Regions from separate parts of the Mus musculus genome. Here region 1 is linked to region 2. The links are chromatin contacts, called in public HiChIP or PLAC-seq maps. All regions are on one chromosome and are shown on one strand. Each heading gives the region's core, a stretch centred on a gene start, on an enhancer-like site or on the middle of the called end of the contact. The rest is flanking DNA. Distances are from core to core; before and after follow the strand shown. Region 1 overlaps Nol4l (nucleolar protein 4-like). Region 2 has its middle 7.4 kb from the start of 2500004C02Rik.

The links. HiChIP or PLAC-seq counts read pairs in DNA pulled down with a chosen protein or histone mark.
Region 1: a contact with region 2 is called in an H3K4me3 HiChIP or PLAC-seq map of the SCID.adh cell line, with 10 read pairs. The contact joins two enhancer-like sites. A contact is called at or near these places in 1 of 39 promoter capture datasets (hippocampal neurons), 5 of 484 Hi-C or Micro-C datasets (the AML12 cell line, embryonic stem cells, nephron progenitors and 1 more), 4 of 115 datasets of contacts at active chromatin or transcription factors (the SCID.adh cell line, embryonic forebrain and embryonic stem cells) and 3 of 9 other capture datasets (adipose tissue, embryonic stem cells and pancreatic islet).

Annotation. Positions count from the first base shown.
Region 1 is chr2:153,463,916-153,468,280 of GRCm38.p6, forward strand. The region is part of intron 4 of Nol4l (nucleolar protein 4-like); the gene reads right to left. Among named protein-coding and RNA genes, the nearest start is that of Nol4l, 64 kb to the right of the region's middle. Within about 2 kb of position 1,741, at least 3 of the 459 cell types and tissues checked have an H3K27ac peak or open chromatin away from gene starts, as enhancers often do. A contact at or near this core is called in the SCID.adh cell line, where this site is marked.
Region 2 is chr2:153,336,299-153,340,507 of GRCm38.p6, forward strand. No RefSeq gene overlaps it. Among named protein-coding and RNA genes, the nearest start is that of 2500004C02Rik, 7.4 kb to the right of the region's middle. Within about 2 kb of position 2,148, at least 58 of the 459 cell types and tissues checked have an H3K27ac peak or open chromatin away from gene starts, as enhancers often do. A contact at or near this core is called in the SCID.adh cell line, where this site is marked.

The DNA of each region.
Region 1 (4,365 bases), core at 491-2,990, 130 kb after region 2:
AAGGGCTTGCCACAGCCCATCCTAAGAAGTTGGATGTGGTGGTGTGGTGCGTGTTTACAACTGCAGTAGCAGGGATGCAGATGTAGGGTGGGCACTCTGGTTAGCCAGCCTAGCTTACTTGGCTAGTTCAGGCCAATGAGAGACCCTGTCTTTAAAAAGGTGGTGGTGGTGGTGGGACACCTGAAGAATGACGTCTGAGGTTATCCACAGGCTTCTGCCCCCACAATACCTCCCATCTGTCTCTGTCTCTGTCTCTGTCTCTGTCTCTGTCTCTTCTCTTCTCTCTCTCTCTCTCTCTCTCTCTCTCTCTCTCTCTCTCTCTCACACACACACACACACACACACACACACACACACACACACCTGTGAGGAGAATAGATGACTGTAATGGTTGTTTATCAATGTGATTTGATGAAGTTGAGGCCACTTAACACACTTAAAAATAGTTTAAATGTAACATGTATATGCCAAAGCCTATGCTTTCCCCCTTTTTTGTTAGCTTTTGTTAGCTTTGCTCTCCATTTTCTTGGGCTCTTCTAGCAAAGGACCAACTGGCCTCAAATTTACTATACATCTGTTGATGATCCTGAGTGTCAGAGACTCTTTCCTAGAGCTGGGACTGCAGGCACAGGTTATTATGGCACTGAGGACTGAGCCCAGGGCTTCGTGCTTGCTGGGAAAACACTCCATTAGAGTGCTATCTGAGCTACAGCCCAGCTCTTAAGATAGTTTTTGTTTCCTTTTGAAGTGAATGTGGTAGCTGAGGGGTGTGGAGGTGGGATGGGGGAGATGGCTCAGTGATAAAGATCTTGCTTAGCATGTGTGAGTCTCTATGTTCCATCCCCAGCACTACAAATAAGAAATCAATAGCTTTATAAAGTGCTCCTAATGTGCCCAGCCCAGTGCCTGCTGTGTCTTCCATCACTTGACCCCCTTAAAAGTGGGGGCAGTGAGATGATTCAGCAGAGAAGGGTAGCCACTGCCAAGTCTGACAGTCTCAGCTCAATCCAAGGAGCTACATGGTGAAAGCAGAGAACCATGCTCTGCAAGTGTCCTATGACCTCCACACTTCTGCGGTAGCACGCCACACTCCCCATATACACACATAAAATAGGCAAAGAAATTTAAATAAAAAGGATGAGCTAAAGAGAGCTCAGTAGTCCAGAACAAGCTCTTGCAAAGGACTCAAGTTCCCAGCTGGTGGCTCACATCCACTCACAACTCCAACTCCAAGGGGTTCTATATCTTTGGCCTCCCAGACACCAGCACACATGTGCACGTGCCCACACACAGACACACAATTTTAAATGTCTTAAAAAATGATGATCTAAGTATGTTCCTTTGACCTTCAAGTAACTGGAGGACAGAGAAGTAGAATGCCTTGGCTGGGCCGCACAGCTTCTAGGTGGTGGATCTACTGAAAACTTAAACCCAGGTTGAAGTGGGGGTGGTGCTCTGTCCTGACTGAGAACACTGCCCACTGTTTGCTTTGCAGGGAAGGAGGGAAAACCATCTGAAGACCCCAAGTGGGTCTACAGGTTCCAGGTGAAGAAGACTCAGAAAATCCTCTGGCACAGGTGACTGAACAGGAAGTAGTTCAAACTGCACCACTTCTCACTGCCATGAGAACAGTAAAACCTTTGAGACATCAACACTGAGGGAGGAAAGGCAGGTTGTAGACCGTTTTTACCTCTGGACAGAACATTTGGGGGGCAGTGGAGCTTCCAGGAAATGAAGCTAGCACAGGGAAGGAGGCAGGGTGGCCCTGCTTCCATGTGTGACTTATATGGTAGGATCTCCCTTTAGACACGTACCTCAAGAGCAATGGGGACAACAGGGGCCACTGAGGACAACAGGGACCACTGAGGCACAGGAGTCACAGGCACAGGGGCCACTGAGGCACATGGAGTCACAAGGCAGACATGGTGTCCATGGGTCCCTGCACCCTCACTAGGTTCCCCTTCCTGTTTCCTACTTTCTCATCTTAAGGCAGGCTCTCTCTCTCAGCTTCCCTGACCCCAGTTCCACAGAATGTACAAGTGATACCTGGAAACTTCACCTTCCAGAAGAAGAATCAGCAGCAGAAAAGTAAAAAAAAAAGGGAGGCGTGGCATGGCATGGGAGGTGGATGTTGGGGCATGGGGTGGGGGTGGGATTGCTGTGAGAGGTGGGGAGTGGGTCATGGGTTGGGGGTGGGGTTGGTGTGGGAGCTGTGGGGTGGGGGAATGGGGTGGGGGTGGGGTGGGAACTGTGGGATGTTCACAGCACTTTCTCTCTGCTTTCCACCCAAACACCTCTATCTAGGCAGTGCGCCTCAAACAGGCTTGGGGATGGGAAGGACATGGGTTTTTAATTATTTTAGTTACTGTGGTCTTTTTTTTTTTTTAATTGTTTATTTGTTTTACAACATCACTGTCCTCAGACCCATTAGAAGAGGGCATTGGATCCCATTACAGATGGTTATGAGCCACCATGTGGTTGCTGAGAATTGAACTCAGGACCTCTGGAAAAGCAGCCAGTACTCTTAAGCATTGAGCCATCTCTCCAGCCCTAGTGACTGTGATTTTTTTTTTTTTTTTTTTTTTTTTTTTTTTTTTTTTTGGTTTTTCAAGACAGGGTTTCTCTGGATAGCCCTGGCTGACCTGGAACTCACTTTGTAGACCAGGCTGTCCTGGAACTCAAAAATCTGCCTGCCTCTGCCTCCCAAGTGGTGACTGTGATTTTAAGCCTGACCATCAAATGTGTAGCACGAGAGTGATATGCAAGTTCTTTGTACAAAGGATCAACCGGACACACTGGACACAGAGCAGGCACCAGTTGACAGTCCCTCTGTGTTGAGGACCCACTAGCACTCACTGCTGAGATCTCTCTGCAGGCCCACACAATTAATTGCCTTGAGTTCCCCTTATCTTTCACAGAGCTGTGGTACCACGCAGGCACAGGCCAGGCCACCTCCTTAGCATCTTTACCAGTGCCTAGATCACAGAACAACAAAGGACAGATGAATGGAGGGTTGGATAATATATGTGTGAATATGCAAATGAGTAGATGACAGAATGTACAAGTGATACCTGGAAACTTCACCCGGAAACTTCACCTTCCAGAAAAAGAATCAGCAGCAGAAAAGTAAAAAAAAAAAAGGGAGGCGTGGCATGGCATGGGAGGTGGATGTTGGGGCATGGGGTGGGGGTGGGGTTGCTGTGAGAGGTGGGGAGTGGGTCATGGGTTGGGGGTGGGGTTGGTGTGGGAGCTGTGGGGTGGGGGAATGAGGTGGGGGTGGGGTGGGAACTGTGGGATGAGGCATGGGGTAGGGGGTTGGAGGGTAGGATGCAAAGCCAGCAAGGTGCTTCTGGAATGGGTAGAAGTGGAAAGGGCTGGGTGAGATTGTTGGGAATCTTTGTCACTGTCCTCAGGCTTTTGTGTGTTTTGTCTTGTTGGGTTTTTCCTTTTTTCTTTCTTTCTTTCTCTCTCTCTCTCTCTCTTTCTCTTTTGTTTTTGTTTGTTTTTTTCTTTTTTAAACAGTCTCTGTGATATTTAATTACAAAAGAATGAAAAAACAAGAGAAGGCAAAAGGCAGTAAGTGGGTGACTCTGCCTTGAGCACACTCTGGAGGGGACTTGGAAACTGACAGGTCACTCTGTTCTGACTCAGCCTGCACCCTGTCTAGGATGCAACCTTCTTGTGGAAGGCTCTCAGCTGTTCCCTCATGGCTTGCCACATCTCCATACCCTGATTCCTCTAAGAAGATAAGTTTATCAACTGTACAACCAGCGTGGCTTCAATTCTGCATCTCTAGAGGAGTTTGTGAGAATTTGTGGTTTTGAACTCAGCTAGCTTTGAACTTGAGATCTTTCTGCCTCTACCTTCCAAGTGCCAAGATTAAAGGCATGGGCCACCTCACCTGGCAGAAAAATAAAACCTCTTCTGACACTATATCCCAATTTTTCAGCTCCTTGTAGCCACTCTGATGACAGCTCCAGGAGTAATTCTCTTTGAGGAGGTCCCTGTAGAGAATGCCACTTAACCCAGACCATCTTGTGAAATGAGGAAACTTAACAACAATATTTGCTGCACTGAATCAGACCTCAAGAAGAATCTCCTTCCTTTGTGTTACTATTACCATTGGAGTTTTCTTTTGTGTGTGTATGTTGAGGGGTAGGGTTACCAGGTGCCAGGTGTCCATATTTCCTAGTATCTTTATAGAGAAGGACTAAGTGCCCAGCATATTAACTTGGATCAAACACTGGCCAGCTGCAAGAAAACCCTGCTCCCTCTCACTGTCTGCCAGAACAAGGTGAGGGTGTACATGTTGCATATGCCCTGCCTCCCTGGTGTCTCCTGGAGTGCAAATGTTAGAAATCCCCA
Region 2 (4,209 bases), core at 898-3,397:
TGTCATTGCAGCCGTGGTTTTAATCACTGGGTTTGTGGTTAACTGGGTCCCGGGTGCTTCAGTTAGGCAAGCCAACTGGGTACTTGCTGGAAGGGTAGGCATGTGCAGGGGCAGAGGTCTCTTGCTGCAGCTCTGGGGACCATACAGTCCATCTATACCTGCTGTAAACCTGTGTGCTAGGGGGTCTTGTTGCCTAGGACATGGAGGGAAAGTAAGTGTATTATGACTCTTCTGAGCAGTGTGTGTGTGTGTGTGTGTGTGTGTGTGTGTGTGTGTGTGTGTAAAATGCATGGCTTTGATTTTGCAAGCTTGGTACCTTTGAGGTTGGCCCCTTGCTTCTTGACTCTCTATTGCAGTTTCATATATGTGCTTTCTGCCTAAAAACATTATTTCTACCCTGTGTGAATAACTCCCACTCATCTCTTAGGCTCCAAGGTATGTTTTTGGAGAGGAGGAGGAGGAGAAGGAGAAGAAGGAGGAGGAGGAGGAGAAGGAGGAGGAGGAGTAGTAGTAGTAGTCTTCTTCTTCCTTCCTCCTCCTCCTCCTTCCTCTTCTCCTCCTCCTCCTCCTTTTATTGGAAATTTTATGTATTTACATTTCAAATGTTATCCCCTTTCCTGGTTTCCCCTCCAGAACTCCCCTATCCCATCCCCCCATCTCCCTGCTTGTATAAGGGTGCTCCCCCACCCACCCACCCACTCCTGCCTCCCTGCCCTGGCCTTCATCTACACAGGGGAATCAAACCTTCATAGGACCAAGGACATCTCCTCCCATTGATCCCAGACAATGCCATCCTCTGTTACATATGAACCTGGAGCCATGGGTCCCTCCATGTGTGTGTACTCTTTGGTTGGTGGTTTAGTTCCTGGGAACTCTGAGGGGTCTGGTTGGTTGATATTGTTGTTCTTCCTATGGGACTGCAAACCCCTTCAGCTCCTTCAGTCCTTCCCCTAACTCCTCCATTGGGGTCTCCACACTCAGTTCAATGGTTGGCTGTAAGCATCTGCTTCTGTATTTGTCAGGCTCTGGCAGAGCCTCTCAGGAGGCACCTAGATCATGCTCCTGTCAGCAAGTACTTCTTGGCATCTGCAGTAGTGTCTGGGTTTGTTGTCTGTATATGGGATGGATCCCCAGGTGGGGTAGTCTCTGGAAGGCCTTTCCTTCAGTCTCTGCTCCCACACTTTGTCCCCATATTTCCTTTAGACAGGAGCTATTCTGGGTTAAAAATTTGGAGATGAGTGAGTGGCCCCCTCCACCAACCAGGGGCCTTGCCTAACCTCTGGATATGGTCTCTACAGGTTGTCCCTCCCCGTTGTTGGGCATTTCAGCTAATCTCATCCCCTTTGGGTCCGGGGAATCTCTTGCTTTCTTGGCATCTGAGACTTGATGGTGGCTACCCCCAGCTCCCCATCCCCCATTGCTACAGACCTTGGTTCAAATTCCTGAGTCTTTGTTTATCATCCCAGTCTCCTCCCATACCAGATCCTGCCCCTCCTTTCCCTTTCCCCGTCCTCTACTTTATTTTTAAAGTGTCCATGTGTAGTCCAAGTTGACCTTACCTTGAGATCCTCTTGCCTTAGCCTCTAAGTGCTGGGATAGCATGTCTGTGCAACCTGCCTGGCTTTCAGGAACAATGTTTAAGTCACCTCCACAGTCGTCTTGGTTTTTCTCCATTTCTGCCTGGCTAGAGGTTTCCCTTGTCCCTTGCTCCCTTCTTAGCCCTTTTCCAGCTTAGCATTTGTGCATTTCTTGGCCAAATTCCTTGAAGAGATGACCTGATGACCTTTTCTGGCACTTAGATGGCTGGGATAGATAGGTCTGCTGTCAGAAGCAGAGTGGCATGCTCCAGGAGGAATGGAGGAAAGCTTTGTAGAGGACAGGACAGGTAATGAGTGGGTTTTGCCTACTGGGAAAAGACAGAATAGCATGCCAGACAAAGGGACAGGAACAAGTGCCTGGAGCATTCGTGGTGACTGGGGAATATGTAAGGCCTGGAGTGATGGAGGACCAGGGGGAGAATAGCTCAGGAGAATCTCAGCTCTACCCTACTTTCTGTAGCTGCTGTGTCAATGTATATACACCCCAGGAAGGAAGCACAGCTCTGCTTGTACCCCAGCATGCTCTACCAATGAGCTTTGAAAGTTATTTCCCTTTGCGATAACAGAAAGCAATTTTTTTAAATGCCCACAGTAAGCCTGTCTGCCACATGAGTTTTCTGGGCTTGGTTGGCAAACTTTCCACGAGTTTCCTCTGACGAAGTTCACCATGCAAGACATTCTGCTTGACACCACAGTTTTGGCCCCTAGGAGTAGGGCCAGGGAGACAACTTCCTTGCTGGGATTGAGAGCAGGTCAGTTAAACTCCTGCCATTTGCTTTGAAATATACTTGTCCAGGCAAAGAAGACTGCCAGTGGCTGTTCATAACTGCCCTGGATCACACCCTTCCCAAAGCTGGTGGGTGAGTAGTGGCACTGATCTGAGATTTTTCATAAAGAGCCTCCCTTTTAGGTATCCTGAGACAAGGTCTTGTGTAATCCTGAATGGCCCAGAACTCATGGTGTGAACTTAGTATGACTCATGCTGGTTCGGAATGTGATTGGTCTGCCTCACACCACCACATTTGGCTCTAAAATGATCAGTTGTAGAACTGTGCCAGGTGGTCAGGAGCAGAATGGCAGGCCCCGGGACACCTCAGAGCCAGGCTCATGAAAGCTAGACTGAAGTGCATGGCTGCCAAGTGGTGGTTCTCCTCTGCCGGATGCAACTTTAAGGTGGTAATGCTATGTGATAAAGTTGGCAGAGAAGACTTCACAAGACTCTCACTTACATACTCCTTGGTATGTATGCTTAAATGCAGTTTGCGTAATTGCATACTTAAGCACTGGAGTCAAACCAAGTGCTATAAGGTGGAGGTGCCAGGCCATGTTGAAGAGGAAAGACTCAATGAAAGGATCATGTCAGTACATTAGTAGGAATGGCCCATGAACGAGAGAGGTCTGAAGTCACAGCCGCCTGGACTTGTGTTACTGCTCTCAATAAGCCACTGTGGCTGTCTAGGTAGAGCAGACCCTGCAGAGCTGCTGAAGAGATTAAGCAGCCATCCTTCAGGCACGCGAGAGGAGGTGTATATTACTAAATATCACATAGAACTAGTAGTGACAGCCGGGCGATAAAGTATCAGCTCCTCCTGAAGGTCTCCTGTGTTCCTCACTACCTCCTATTTGTTAGTCCCTAGAGAAACATAGTTTTGCTTTGAGCCAGTGTTTCTTGTAGCACAGAATTATGTGCCCAAGAATGATCCTGAATTCATCCCTGCGTATACATTCCAACTGCTGGGCGTAAAGGGTTGTGGTACCGCATCTGGTTTTTGTGACAGTTTGACTATGTAGGCAAGGATTGCCTCAAACTCCTGGCAACCTTCCTACCTTATCCACCAAAGTGCTGGGACTGCACGTGTGCCATCATGTATAGAGTTAACAATTTCTCTTAGGATCCCAGTAGACCCTTGAAGTAGTGACCTTATTTTTCTTGTCTTTGTGAGGAATTATAATCAAAATAGGGCCATAGAAATGTAGACTATATGATTAAAGTGGCAGGTCAGTACAGTGCAGTGCAGTGGACATCTTTAACCACAGCACTCTGGAAGCAGACAGAGCTCATTGAGTTCAGGGACATTAATAGCAAGTTCTAGGCCAGCCAGGGTTACCTAGTAAGAACTGTTTCAACAATAAAAAATATCAAGTGTCAGAGAGAGGAATGAAGGGGTCCAGTTTACCCATCTGAGAGCAGTGGTTTGGGTTTTTCAGCTCTATGGAAAAGAGCAGGAAGGTGAACAAACTCAAATTAGTTTGAATCCTGGCTCAGGATTGAGTCCAGGATCAGAGACAAGTGGGATTATTTATTGTTGCAGTATTAGGGATCAAAGCCAGGGCCCTGTACAGGCACATGCAAGCCAATGTTCTGCCTCTGAGAGACATTCTTAGACTTGGACAGCACTTTTCTTCCCTGAACTCTGCTGTGGATTCTGCTCTGTCCATCAGAGCTCCAGAGGTAGGTGGGAACACCCTGGGCTCTGTTACAGAGTGCTTGTGTGTACTTGTGTTAAGAGGGCAATGACAGCTATCATGATGCCCTGGAGGTGCTTTCATTACTAGGTATAAGATGTGACAAATGACTTCAATAGTTAAGTGAGAACAACCCACTATCTCC